Linked DNA regions of Callithrix jacchus: region 2 is linked to region 1. Evidence: chromatin contacts called from public Hi-C data. All regions are on one chromosome and are shown on one strand. The core of a region is the stretch at or near the end of the contact, and the rest is flanking DNA. Distances in the headings are between cores, read along the strand shown. Region 1 holds the start of KAT5 (lysine acetyltransferase 5). Region 2 holds the start of CST6 (cystatin E/M).

The links. Hi-C and Micro-C count contacts between places; a contact is called where the count stands out from the background.
Region 2: a Hi-C map of skeletal muscle shows a contact between it and region 1, with 3 times the contacts expected there. The contact joins the promoter of CST6 here to the promoter of KAT5 in region 1. A contact is called at or near these places in 2 of 3 Hi-C or Micro-C datasets (both in skeletal muscle).

Annotation. Positions count from the first base shown.
Region 1 is chr10:122,801,837-122,808,367 of calJac240_pri, forward strand. It overlaps KAT5 (lysine acetyltransferase 5), which reads left to right and starts at 3,057. Exons shown (of 12, transcript XM_078341420.1): 1 at 3,057-3,087; 2 at 3,187-3,253; 3 at 3,581-3,649; 4 at 3,739-3,875; 5 at 4,412-4,486; 6 at 4,596-4,670; 7 at 5,627-5,875; 8 at 5,953-6,042. The coding sequence starts at 3,076.
Region 2 is chr10:123,084,862-123,091,392 of calJac240_pri, forward strand. It overlaps CST6 (cystatin E/M), which reads left to right and starts at 4,100. Exons shown (of 3, transcript XM_002755551.6): 1 at 4,100-4,379; 2 at 4,896-5,021; 3 at 5,386-5,574. The coding sequence starts at 4,140. The coding sequence ends at 5,469.

The sequences.
Region 1 (6,531 bases), core at 1,807-4,306:
TATGTAAATGAACAAATGTGGCTATGTTCCAATAAAATGTTATTCATGAACACCAAAATTTAAATTTCATACATAATTTTCATGTCATGAAATATTCTTCCTTTGATATTTTTCCCACTTAAAAATGTAAAAATTGGCTGGGTGCGGTGGCTCATACCTGTAATCCCAGCACTTTGGGAGGTCAAGGCGGGTGGATCACCTGAGGTCGGGAGTTTGACATTAGCCTAGGCAACATGGCGAAACCCCGTCTCTAATTAGTAATACAAAAATTAGCTGAGCGTGGTGGCAGTACTCGCCTTTAATCCCAGCTACTTGGGAGGCAGAGGCAGGAGAATCACTTGAACCTGGGAGGCGGAGGTTGTGGTGAGCCAAGATTGTGCCATTGCACTCCAGCCTGGGCGACAGGAGCAAAACTCTGTCTCAAAAAAAAAAGTAAAAATCATTCTTAGTCAACAAGCTGTAAGAAAACAAGTAGAAGGCTGGCTTTGACCCACAGGCCACTGTTTGCCCACTTTGGTCTACAAGACACTAAGCCCAAATGTTCACCATATACACTTCTCTCGAATGACATGAGGTTACATTTTCCCTCCCTTCTTGTGGTGTTTTTCTGGGACATTTCCCCTATGTATCTGCATGGCTCACTCCTTTACCCTTTTAAACCTTTTCTTAAATAATATATTTTCAGCCATGCCTGCCTCAGCACTGTGTTTAAAATCGTGACCTGCCTGTCCATCTTTTTTTACCTATTTTTAAATATTTTCTTTACCTTGTTCAGTTTTTTTGTTTTCCTTAACACTTATCACTCTTTAATTGAATAATTTATTTTAAAAATATTTGTTGGCCGGGCGCGGTGGCTCAAGCCTGTAATCCCAGCACTTTGGGAGGCCGAGGCGGGTGGATCACGAGGTCAAAAGATCAAGACCATGGTGAAACCCCGTCTCTACTAAAAATACAAAAAAATTAGCTGGGCGTGGTGGCGCATGCCTGTAATCCCAGCTACTCAGGAGGCTGAGGCAGGAGAATTGCCTGAACCCAGGAGGCGGAGGTTTCAGTGAGCCGAGATCGCGCCATTGCACTCCAGCCTGGGTAACAAGAGGGAAACTCTGTTCCCCCCCCCAAAATAAATAAATAAAAACAAAAATAAAAAAATAAAAATATTTGTTGGGTCAGGTGTGGTGGCTCATGCCTGTAATCCCAGCACTTTGGGAGGCTGAGGTGGGCAGATCACAAGGTCAGGAGATCAAGACCATCCTGGTCAACATAGTGAACCCCTGTCTCTGCTAAATATGCAAAAATTAGCTGGGAGTGGTGGTGAATGCCTGTAATCCAGCTATTTGGGAGGCCAAGGCAGGAGAATCGCTTGAACCTGGGAGGCAGAGGTTGCAGTGAGCTGAGATCGTGCCACTGCACTTCAGCCTGGGTGACAGAGACTCTGTCTCAAAACAGTAAACAAATAATCTCAAAACAATAAATAAATAAATAATAAAAAATTTGTTGATTACTACCTATACCTGTCCTCTTCTCTCCCAAACCCGGAGAATGTAAGCTCCATGAGGGCAGAGGTCTTTATTTGAGACAGGGTCTGTCTCTGTCACCCAGGCTGGAATGCAGTGGCATGATCTTGGCTCACTGCAGCCTGAAATTCCTGGGCTCAAGCAGTGCTCCCTCCTCTGCCTCCCGAGTAGCTGGGAACATAGGCAAGGGCCACTGCTACACCTGGCTAACTGAACATTTGTCTTGCTCTGTGGCTGAGGCTTGTCTGTAATTCCTGGGGTCAAGCAATCCTCCCGCCTCTGCCCCAAAGTGTTGGGATCACAGGCGTGAGCCACTGCACCAGACCTGAAGTCTTCATTTTGTTCACTGATGTATTCCAGGCTCTAGAATAGTGTCTGACACATGTTTTGGGTCCCTAAATATTTTTTGAATGTATGATGAGTATCACACATACTATCTTTATAATTATAAACCTAATATACAAAACAACGGCCGGGGCCGGGGCCCTAGAACTTTGGGAGGCTGAGGTGGGTAGCCTGCTTGAGCTCAGAAGTTTGAGACCAGCCTGGGCAGCATCTTTTTCTTTTTTTTGAGAAAGGGTCTCACTCTGTCACCCAGACTGGAGTGCAATGGCAGGATCTTGGCTCACTGCAACCTCTGCCTCCTGGGTTCAAGACATTCTCTTGCCTCAGCCTCCTGAGTAGCTGGGATAACTGGAGGACACCACCATATCCAGCTAACTTTTACATTTTTAGTAGAGATGGGGTTTTACCATGTTGGCCAGGCTGGTCTTGAACTCCTGACCTCAAGTAATCCCAGAATTTTGGGAGGCTAAGGCGGGCAGATCACGAGGTCAAAGGATTGAGAGCATCTTGGCCAACATGGAGAAACCCCGTCTCTACTAAAAATACAAAAATTAGTTGGGCATGGTGGTCCGCGCCTTTTGTCCCAACTACAGGGGAGGCTGAGGCAGGAAAATCGCTTGAACCCAGGGGGCAGAGGTTGCAGTGAGCCGACATCGCGCCACTGCTGCAGAGCGAGACTCCGTCTCAAAAAAAAAAAAAGCGTAGTATACAAAATAAAGCTAGGAATATTCCCTGAATCCTCCTGCCTATGGAATGAAGTCCACAGACTTGGAAGAGCGTTGAAGCCCCTCTAAAGCCACTCCCTTCCTCCAGCCTCTCGGCCCGTAGCTCAGCACTAGCAGTTCACTCCCGGCGATACCTCCCGCCGCCACGAGGAGACGCCCCAGCACCGCCCTCTGTCAAAGCCCAAACAATATTGCCACGTGACCCGCTCCGCATCCACGTGACCAGCGTCGCACGCGGTGGGCGTCAGGTGACGGGCTCAGTAGTTCTCCAATCGCTGTGCACGTTGTGGGGTTTCCACTTAGGGCTCGGTCTGAGGCTTGTAACACCACATTCTCCCCCAAGCCACAGGGGCAGTCTTGCCGCTGGCAGCTGGGTGGCGGTGTCTCTCAAAGGTCCTCTATAGGGGCTTCGTGAGGCCCAAGCCTACAGCACTCAGTTCCGGAAGTGACGTCTCCCAGAGGGGCCGGAAGTGGCAGTGGAGGGAGGGAAGATGGCGGAGGTGGTGAGTCCGGTGCCTGGGGCGGGGCGGAGGGAGCCAGGGGAGGTGGGTAGAGCCCGAGGCCCCCCAGTAGCCGACCCTGGCGCCGCGCTGTCTCCCCAGGGGGAGATAATCGAGGGCTGCCGCCTACCCGTGCTGCGGCGGAACCAGGACAACGAAGATGAGTGGCGTGAGTGACGTCGGGGGGCGGGGCTAAGGAACCTGAGGGCGAGGGGCGGGAGGGAGTCCACTGAACCCCCGGGATGGGGAGGGGCCTCTGGAATTATGGGGCGGGCGGGGCTCAGACACTCCGATGAAGGGGCGTGGCTCTTAGCTGCTATGAGAGGTACAGGGCGGGGTCTGGAAAGGGGTGGCACTTGTGACTGAAGGAGGCTTGGATGAGACCTTCCAAGTGCTGCAGCTTAGGGATCCGGCCTGGGGGTGGAGTTCAGGTCGTGGAAGGGTGGAGTCTCATGGCCTGGCCCGTCTAAGGTCCCTGCCTATGCTGTTCCCATAGCACTGGCCGAGATCCTGAGTGTGAAGGACATCAGTGGCCGGAAGCTTTTCTACGTCCATTACATTGATTGTGAGTTCTGGGCCTAAGGTGGGGCAGCAGGGTAGGGGGTTGGGGGGCAGTCTTTGGCATTCCTTCCTGAGCCATCCCCACTGCTACAGTCAACAAACGTCTGGATGAATGGGTGACGCACGAGCGGCTGGACCTAAAGAAGATCCAGTTCCCCAAGAAAGAGGCCAAGACCCCCACCAAGAACGGACTTCCTGGGTCCCGTCCCGGCTCTCCAGAGAGAGAGGTGGTGAGTAGGTCCCCCACTTCACCTCATCTCTCCTGCCTCCTATTTCTCTTATCTGTTGGCATTTAGGGGCTCCTGGATGGGCAGGAGGCGGCATCCTCTTACCCTGACTTCAGCTTGCAAAAGATGGGGGCCAAATTGCACATGTAGCTCCCAGAGTCCAGTAGTTAGTCCTGTGTCCTTCAGAAGGCAGAGGGTGGGGTTTGATAATTTTAAGCTGAGGGGCCCCTCTTCCCCTTCCCCATCCCACTGCCATCCCCGCCCCAGAGGAAGACCCTGGACCTATCTCTACAGCCGGCCTCGGCCCAGGCCAGCGGGAAGACCTTGCCAATCCCGGTCCAGATCACACTCCGCTTCAACCTGCCCAAGGAGCGGGAGGCCATTCCCGGTGGCGAGCCTGACCAGCCGCTCTCCTCCAGCTCCTGCCTGCAGCCCAACCACCGCTCAACGGTACCCTCAGCAATTCCAGGGACCTTGCTTTCTTCTCAGGTCCCACCTTCTCTACCCTCTGACCCACCTTTGTTGGTTTCTCTCTGCAGAAACGGAAGGTGGAGGTGGTTTCACCAGCAACTCCAGTGCCCAGTGAGACAGCCCCAGCTTCGGTTTTTCCCCAGGTGAGTTCCCCAAACCATTTCTTGTTCCTTTCCTCTCTTCTGCCCTCTGGTGGCCCTTTTCAAGCTCATCTCACAGTCATCCCTTCTTTTCCTGGTATCTCATCTGCAGAATGGAGCAGCACGTAGGGCAGTGGCAGCCCAGCCAGGACGGAAGCGAAAATCAAATTGTCTGGGCACTGATGAGGTGGGTCTGGGGAGCAGCAGAAGGGAGCTGCGTGAAAAGGAAGGGATGCAGGCAGGGTGGAGAGTTATTTAGTGATGAGTATAAAAATGAAGGGGTGGTGGACCTGGGCAGGGCTAGTGTTGGTAGGATTAGGAGCCAGGCAGAACATGGTTCAAATGAATCATTGGGGCTGGGCACCATGGTGCACACCTGTAATCCCAGCACTTTGGGAGGCCAAGGTGGGTGGATCACCTGAGGTCAGGAGTTTGAGACCAGCCTGGCCAACATGGCAAAACCTCATCTCTACTAAAAATAAAAAAATTGGTTGGGCACAGTGGCTGACACCTGTAATCCCAGCTCTTTGAGAGGCCAAGGTGGGTGGGTCATGAGGTCAAGAGATTGAGACCACCCTGTCCAACATGGTAGTGAAACATGGTGAAACCCCATCTCTACTAAAAGTAAAAAATCAGCTGGGCCTGGTGGCGCACGCCTGTAATCCCAGCTACTTGGGAGGCCGAGGCAGGAGAAACGTTTGAACCCCGGAGGTGGAGGTTGCAGTGAGCTGAGATTACACCACTGGTACTCCAGCCTGGGAAAAAAGTGAGCCTTTGTCTCAAAAAAAAAAAAAAATTAGCCAGACATAGTGGCAGGCACCCGTAATCCCAGCTACTCCGGAGGCTGAGGCCAGAGAATCTCTTGAAGCCCGGAGGTGAAGGTTGCAGCAAGCCAAGATTGCACCACTGCACCTCATCCTGGGCGACAGAGTGAGACTCCATCTCCAAAATGATCATTGGGTGATGTTTTCCACATCATCAGTCCCTTAGGGTTTCAGGTTTTACGTCTGGAAATTGGGGGTCATGGTACCTTCCCTATAGGGTTGCTGTTAGGCTTGAAGGAAACCTGTTGAGGGGGTGTGAGCTGTGGTGTCCTGCTGAGCTGTCTCGTCTAACCTGGTGTCTTCTACTCGCCCTGGGCAGGACTCCCAGGACAGCTCAGATGGAATACCATCGGCACCACGCATGACTGGCAGCCTGGTGTCTGACCGGAGCCACGACGACATCGTCACCCGGATGAAGAACATTGAGTGTATCGAGCTGGGCCGGCACCGCCTCAAGCCGTGGTACTTCTCCCCGTACCCACAGGAGCTCACTACATTGCCTGTCCTCTACCTGTGCGAGTTCTGCCTCAAGTACGGCCGTAGCCTCAAGTGTCTTCAGCGTCACTTGGTATGAGGGGTACAGGGAGGCTGCCTTCCCAGCACTGTCCACCTTGCCCTCGTCCCTGATCCTCCTCTCTTCCCCAGACCAAGTGTGACCTCCGACATCCTCCAGGCAACGAGATTTACCGCAAAGGCACCATCTCCTTCTTTGAGATTGATGGACGCAAGAACAAGGTTAGTGCCTGAGAGGCAGTGGGGCTGTGGGGTAAGTCAAATGACAGTTTCTTCCTGCTCAGGAAAACTGACCAGTTGAGCCAGCAGATGGGTTCGGCCCATTTTTATTGAGTTCCTGCTGTCTGGCAGGTGCTGGTAGCCAGGAATGAGACAGTCTCTGTTCTCTGACAGCTTACAGTCCACGGGGAGACAGACATACCAACAACGTCTTCGATTCCAGTGTCATGTCATGAAACAGAGAGTAGGTTAGCAGGACCCAAAGGAGGTGGTCAGCAGAGCTTCACAGAGGTTAACTTTGAGCCGTGACGTGGAAGACAAAGGAATTTCTTGCAGTGGCATTCTGAGGAGTGGGCATGGATGCACAGAGATGGTCTTTGTGAGAGGCAAGGTCATGTGGCTGAGAGGCAGAGAAGGAAGGATGAGGGAAGGCTTTTATAAGGGACAGAGCTCAGGTGAAGAAGATGCTGTGTTAACCACCATTCTGTAATT
Region 2 (6,531 bases), core at 2,850-5,349, 280 kb after region 1:
ACTGTTTCTTATGTCTTCCCAGATAAGTCCCCTCAGCCTTGATCCTTGTGCTGTGATGCTGTCACAGGCGTGGTATGCTTAGGTAGGGGCTTTGCAGGCCCTGGCCTTGCCACACTTGCCCTGATGCTGCCAGATTGTTGCTGGTGCTCTGTGAGGTCATGGAGACCCCCTCCTCCTCTTCCCCAGGCTCCTGCTCATGCTGGCTTCCTGGCTTGGCCTCGCCTGGCTCTGGCACTGGGACCCTGCTGGAAGCCTGCAGCTCATGCTGTCTGCTTTATTTCCTTGTCCTCTGCCTTCCCTGGCTCACCCACAGGCTTTTCCTCAGAAGCGGGTGGAACCTGCTTTCTCATCTCTCCCTTGGGGCGCAGGCAGTGTGTGTACCAGGTGGCAGACCACAAACCCTTTATCAGGACTCCACATTGCATCCCACACAAGTTCTCGGCTCTGTTCTGGGACAGCAGTAGACAAAGGGCATCTAGAATGTACCTTGTGACAGTATGGCCTCTCAGATCCAGCCCAACTCAGCCAGCAGGACAAAGGGACCATGGCTTGGAATGCTGGCGCAGAAAGCAGACCTGAGTGGTGAGGGGTAGGAGTCAGGTTGGCTAAGTGTCAGCCCATGGTGACCAACGGGACATGCTTGACCACCGTGGGAAGTATGCGAGTGGGTCCGGAAATAAGCAAATACACGGTGCCCCCAGCCCCACACCTAGTCAGAGCTTGACCCTCCCCAGCCGGTCTAGTCATGCATGCTCAGAGCCAGCCTAGAACTTGGTGTGAACCTGGCCCATGCATTCCAGGTTCTGAAGGGCTCCTGCTGCCCCCGGAAAAGAAGTAGGGGCAGGCTACCTGGACCGCCACAAGCCCTGCCCTGCGGCAGCCTGGTGAGCATGGAAGGCTCCCAGTAGGTGCTTGTGACTGCTGATCCCCTTCCAGGACAGCCCTTCCCTGCAGGGACCAAGGCTCTTTCCTGTCACTGCCAACCTTGACTGGTGGCAGCCTTGAAGAGCCAGCCAGGCCCGATTCTGGGCCTTTGTTCCCCATGCGATCTGGAGCAAGTTGCTTCACTGCTCTGAGCTACAGCCTCTTCTACCTGCTGGTGCAGGGTTGTGAAGATTCAGTGAACCAGCGGTGCTTGGGAGCGCACCTCCCCAGGGGGGAACTTTCATCCCTGTTGGATTACAGGTTTCCTTGCTGAAAGATCTCCTTTCCAGAACATGGGTCTACAGAGCCCTGGGGGAGGGAAGTACCCTCTGCCCAATTGAAGGTTCCAGGAAGAGGGTTCTGGGGAAGCAACAAGGCCTTGGAGGGCCTTATCCCAGGGGGAAGGAGATGTCAAGATCCTGCCCTGGTTATCACCACCCATCAGGCCAGGGGCAAGAGAGGGGTGCTGTGGACAACCTGGGTTGGGGTGTCTGGGCCACTGCAAAACTGGAGGCTGTGCCCTGTGGCCAGTACATTTGGCCAACCTCAAGCTCATGCTTGGCCCAAGACTCCTGGAAGCCAGAGTGGTCGAGAAGGGATGGAGTCAGGCCCTGGGAAAGTGCTCAGGGACCTCCCACCTGTAAGAAGCAACCCCCACCCATGCACAGCAGACCTCATACCCCTGTAGAGCAGCCCAGGACTTGTGCACCAGTACCCACCACTAACCTTTTGACCTCCCATTTCCTCCTTGTAGGAGGAGGTAATAATCATTGTCTCTGCAGAGCCGCTATGGGAATGAAAGAACATATATTGAACCCCTGGGACAAGGCCTGTCACATAGCAAGTGCTCTTGTAATTGTTAATGCCCTCCCCCATCTTTTCTCACCAAGATACCACTGCTAGCTGTGTGACCTTAGACAAGTGTCCCAACCTCTCTGATTAACTTTTTCATCTGCAAAATGAGAATAATGTGTACTACCTCAGGGTGCTTGTGAGAATTCATCAGTGGGTGAAAAGTGCTTGGAAATTTCTAGGCTGTAGTGCAAAAGAGTCCCTGGCATCAGCACAAAGCAGCGGCAGGTGGGGTGAGTGCCCTTGGAGAGTCGAAGACAGGCCTTGGCTAGTTTTTGAGAGTGGTGGTGGAGGTACCCGTGCCCATGGCTAAGCTCCAAGTGATCAGACAGCAGGCCTAGGGGAGCTGCCTCTCTCACCTGGCACCTGTGGTGAGATCCTGGGATTCTTCCTGTACCCGTCCCAGGCTCTTAGCTCAGAGTCCTGGCCAGACTTCATCCTCCTCATCAACTCAAGTTCAGCCAGCACTTCCACAGACTGGAGTCTGTTCCTTTAAGGCAGACACCTGAGCCCTCCAGGAACTTGTGACAGTTCCTTGGAATCCCAGGAAGATGGCAGAGTTGGTTTTCCACAGCTGGGCTGAGTAAGTGAGGGAGGTAGCAAGCTGGCAGCTGCCCTGGGTAGTGAGTGACTGCTTTGGTGTAGGTCTCATTGTGAGAAGTCACCTCCTTTTGTGATCCTGGGATTCTGAGGCCCAGAATCAGGAAGGGAGGTTGACACGCTGGATGCCTGCATACGATATTCATCACAGTCACGGCTGCCAGCTGCTCTTCAGGTACTGTGACCTAGCGCCTCTTCCAAGCCTCAGTGAAGCCCTGGAGGCTGTAAGCATTTCAAGATCTTAGTGTCCCAGGACAGTGAGCCCCCTACTCACTCCACCCAGCAACATGGAATTACAAGTACAAACTACACTGAACTCTAAAATGCAGACAAAGAATTCCAACAAAGCCTGCCTGTAATCCTAGTGCTTTGGGAAGCTGAGGGGAGGCAGATCTTGTGATCTCTTGAGGCCAGGCATTCGAGACCCACCTGAGCACTACAGTGAGACCCCATCTCTACAAAAAAAATTTTAAGAATTAGCCAGGTGTGAAAAAAAATTAACCAGGCATGGGGGCATGCTCCTGTGGTCGCAGCTACTTGGGAGGCTGAGACGGGAGAATCACTTGAAGCCAGGAAATCGAGGTATAGTGCTCACTGCAGTCTCAACCTCCCAGACTCTAGCAATCCTCCCACCTCAGCCTCCTGAGTAGCTGAGACCACAGGTGTGCACCACCATGCACAGTTGATTTATTTCAGATCTTTGGGAGAGATGAGGGCTTATTATATTGCCCAGGCTGGTCTCAAACTCCTGGCCTCAAGTGATCCTCCCAAAGTCCTGCATTACAAGTGTGAGCCAGTATGCGATAGATAGATTACCACCCTGATCTATTAATTAATTAACGGAGTCTCCCTCTGTCACTCAGGCTGGAGTGCAATGGCTTGATCTCAGCTCACGGCAACCTCTGCCTCCCAGATTCAAGCGATTCTCCTGCCTCAGCCTCCTGAATAACTGGGATTACAGGCACCCACCACCATGCCCAGCTAATTTTTGGTATTTTTAGTAGAGGCGGGGTTCCACCATGTTGGCCAGGCTGGTCTTGAACTCCTGACCTCAGGTGGTCCACCTGCCTTGGCCTACCAAAGCGCTGGGATTACAGGCGTGAGCCACTGCACCCAGCCTATTGGAGTCTTTAAAAACAAAGTTATGGGCCCTGTTTTGCTGGTACCTCTAGCACATGCTCACTGTATCCACGGGAGAACATGAATCATTCACACTCCAGGCTGGTTGTTAGGCAGCGCTGAGCAGGAATATCTCCTACTCGCCTGCTGTTTATGCAGCACCAGGCCCCTTGTAAACACTTTACCTGCATCAGCTCACTGAATCCTCACAACGCCCATTGTACAGAAGAGGAAACTGAGGCATCGAGAGGTTAAGTGACTTCTTTGAGGTCACACAGCTGGGGAATGGTGGCAACAGTCAGAGCCTGAGCTGTGGTTGGTAGTTCATTCTGGACAGCCCTCCCGAGAACCGTCCCTGTACTGGCACTTGTTGGGTGCTGTCACTGTCCTCTCCCTCCCTGGCCGGGTGTGTTCTGGAGGGCAGGGAAGCGTCTTGGCACTCGGGTGCACGCCGCCCCCTCGGCCTCCTGGGCTCCCCGAGCCTCGCAGGACCCCGGACGCCCGCGACCTCTAGCCCCGCCCCAGCTCCGGGCCGCGGGGGCGCACCGCGGGCGTCGGGCGGGGCTGCCCAAGTGGGTAAAAACGGCGCCGCCCTGGGCTCGGCACTCACGACTCGGACTACGACTCCGACAGCACTGACAGCTATGGTGCGTGCGAGCCTCCCGCTGGCGCTGGGCCTGGCCCTGGTAGCGTTCTGCCTCCTGGCGCTACCCCGCGACGCCCGTGCCGGGCCCCAGGGGCGCATGGTTGGAGAACGCCAGGACCTGTCGCCCGATGACCCGCAGGTGCAGAAGGCGGCGCAGGCGGCCGTGGCCCACTACAACATGGGCAGCAACAGCGTCTACTACTTCCGAGACACGCACATACTCAAGGCGCAGAGCCAGGTGCGGCGGGCCAGGGGCGGGGGGCACCGCGCCCAGGCGGGGGGGGCCACAGGCACTGCCCGAGCGTGCATGAAAGGGGCCCGAAGGCGCAATCGGGATATTTTCATGCAATATCTAAAAAACCGAATTAATGCCAAAACTCCATGATGGGCAACCATCTAAATTTCAAGGAAAGACAGAATCCAACCCTGTATCGCACCACCTGCCTGTCTGGCTGGCCTGGCCCTAGTCTCTGCCCTGATGGGGTAGACTAGGGAGGGGAGGCAGTTGGGGACAGTGGGCAGCTCTCCAGGTGGGCCATGTCTGATGACTGCCCAGGCTGCCAGTGGGGTCAGCCTCCAGGTCTCTCCACCCCGCATCCCCACCAGAACATCCACTCCCCCCACTCAGGTCTGAATCATCCCCTCTCCCCTCCCCCAGCCTGAGTGCCTGGGGGCAATGGGAGAATATGCCGGGAGGTGAGAGGTTGGGATTAAGGGTCAAGACCCCTGACCTGCCCCTACCCTATGTCCCCAGCTGGTGGCCGGCATCAAGTACTTCCTGACGGTGGAGATGGGGAGCACAAACTGCCGCAAGACCAGGGTCGCTGGAGACCACCTCGACCTCACTACCTGCCCCCTGTCGGCAGGGGCGCAGCAGGAGGTAACAGCGGGGCTCCTCTGGCCCCAGCCCTCCCCAGAGCCTCAGGCCCTCACGTCGTCCAGCCTGAACTGGTTTGGCTGAACACGCAGATATCTAGATGTCTGGCTGAACCTGTTGGCCTCCTGGATGAGTCAGCCTCTAGGCCAAGATGGGGTGTAGAAAGGAGGCTGGGGCTTCCCTCAGGAATGGGGAAGTTGGCTACCAAGATCTGGAGTCTAGCCCCGGCCATGTAGCTCGACATCCCTTGGGCCAGTAACTGCTCCTCTCTGCCACGGAGCAGCATGGCAGGCAAAGGGCTGGCTGCTGGGAGAAGGTGGATGGAGGCTGGGCTTACCCCTCCTTCTCCCCCATGTTCTCTCTACAGAAGCTGCGCTGTGACTTTGAGGTCCTTGTGGTTCCCTGGCAGAACTCCTCTCAGCTCCTAAAGCACAACTGTGTGGAGATGTAATAATTGCCCAAGGGTGAATGCCATTGGGTTTGGGGCCACGGTGGAGGGCACTTCAGGTCCATGGGCCACAACTGTCACAATAAATGGCCAGTGCCGCTTCTTGCATTGGTTTCTCCTAAGTGCTTCGCTTCTCCCCCCAACCCCCACTCCTACTTCTGGCAGCTCCCAGCTCCCCAGCCCAAGCTGAGAGGTCACCCTGCCACCTGCAGCAGATCTGCTGCTGTCCCAGTCCAGACAGTGCTGAAGGTGCAGGGCTGAGCCCCCTAAACACCCCAGCATCACAGGCATAGAGGAGCAAACCTCAGAGCCACACACATAGCCAGAGACTCCCAATATTCTCAGAGGTAAGGGGTGGGTGCAAACCTACAGAGAATGGGTGATGCCCTGAACAGGGCTGGCTGCCTGGGAGTACTCTGAGGAGGAGTCTGTGCTCTGCTCCCACTCAGCCCCAGGAGGGACTCATGGGTGGCATGTGGGGCTTCAGCCAGGTGGTGTCCTCACTCAGGAACCTATAAAGATTCCTCCACTTGCATGTGGCCCAATGATGGCAGAACCCCTGCAGGCCAAGAGACCTTGGGGGCCAGGACAGTGCCTCTCAAGTCCACGCTGTGGGCTCCACACCACAAGGATGCCTCTCATGCCATGCCCTGGGCAAGACGCCTGGATGGGGCTGGACTGGGAGCCCTAGAGGGGCAGAGCTCATTACCACCCACAGGAGGGATGAGGGGACAGATTCAACCTAATGTCATGTAAAGAAAACAGCATTGCAGGAGGGGTACAGTGGCCTGTAATCCCAGCACTTTGGGAGGCCAAGGCAGGTGGATCACGAGGTCAGGAGTTCAAGACCAGCCTGGCCAAGATAGTGAAACCCCATCTCTTAAAAACAAAAAACAAAACAAAAAAAAACAGCATTGCGGCCACGTGCAGTGACTCACACCTGTAATCCCACCACTTTGGAAGGCAGAGGCCAGCAGATCACCTGAGGTTCGAGACCAGCCTGGCCAACATGACAAAACCCTGTCTCGACTAAAAATTATCTGGGTGTGGTGGTGGGCATCTGTA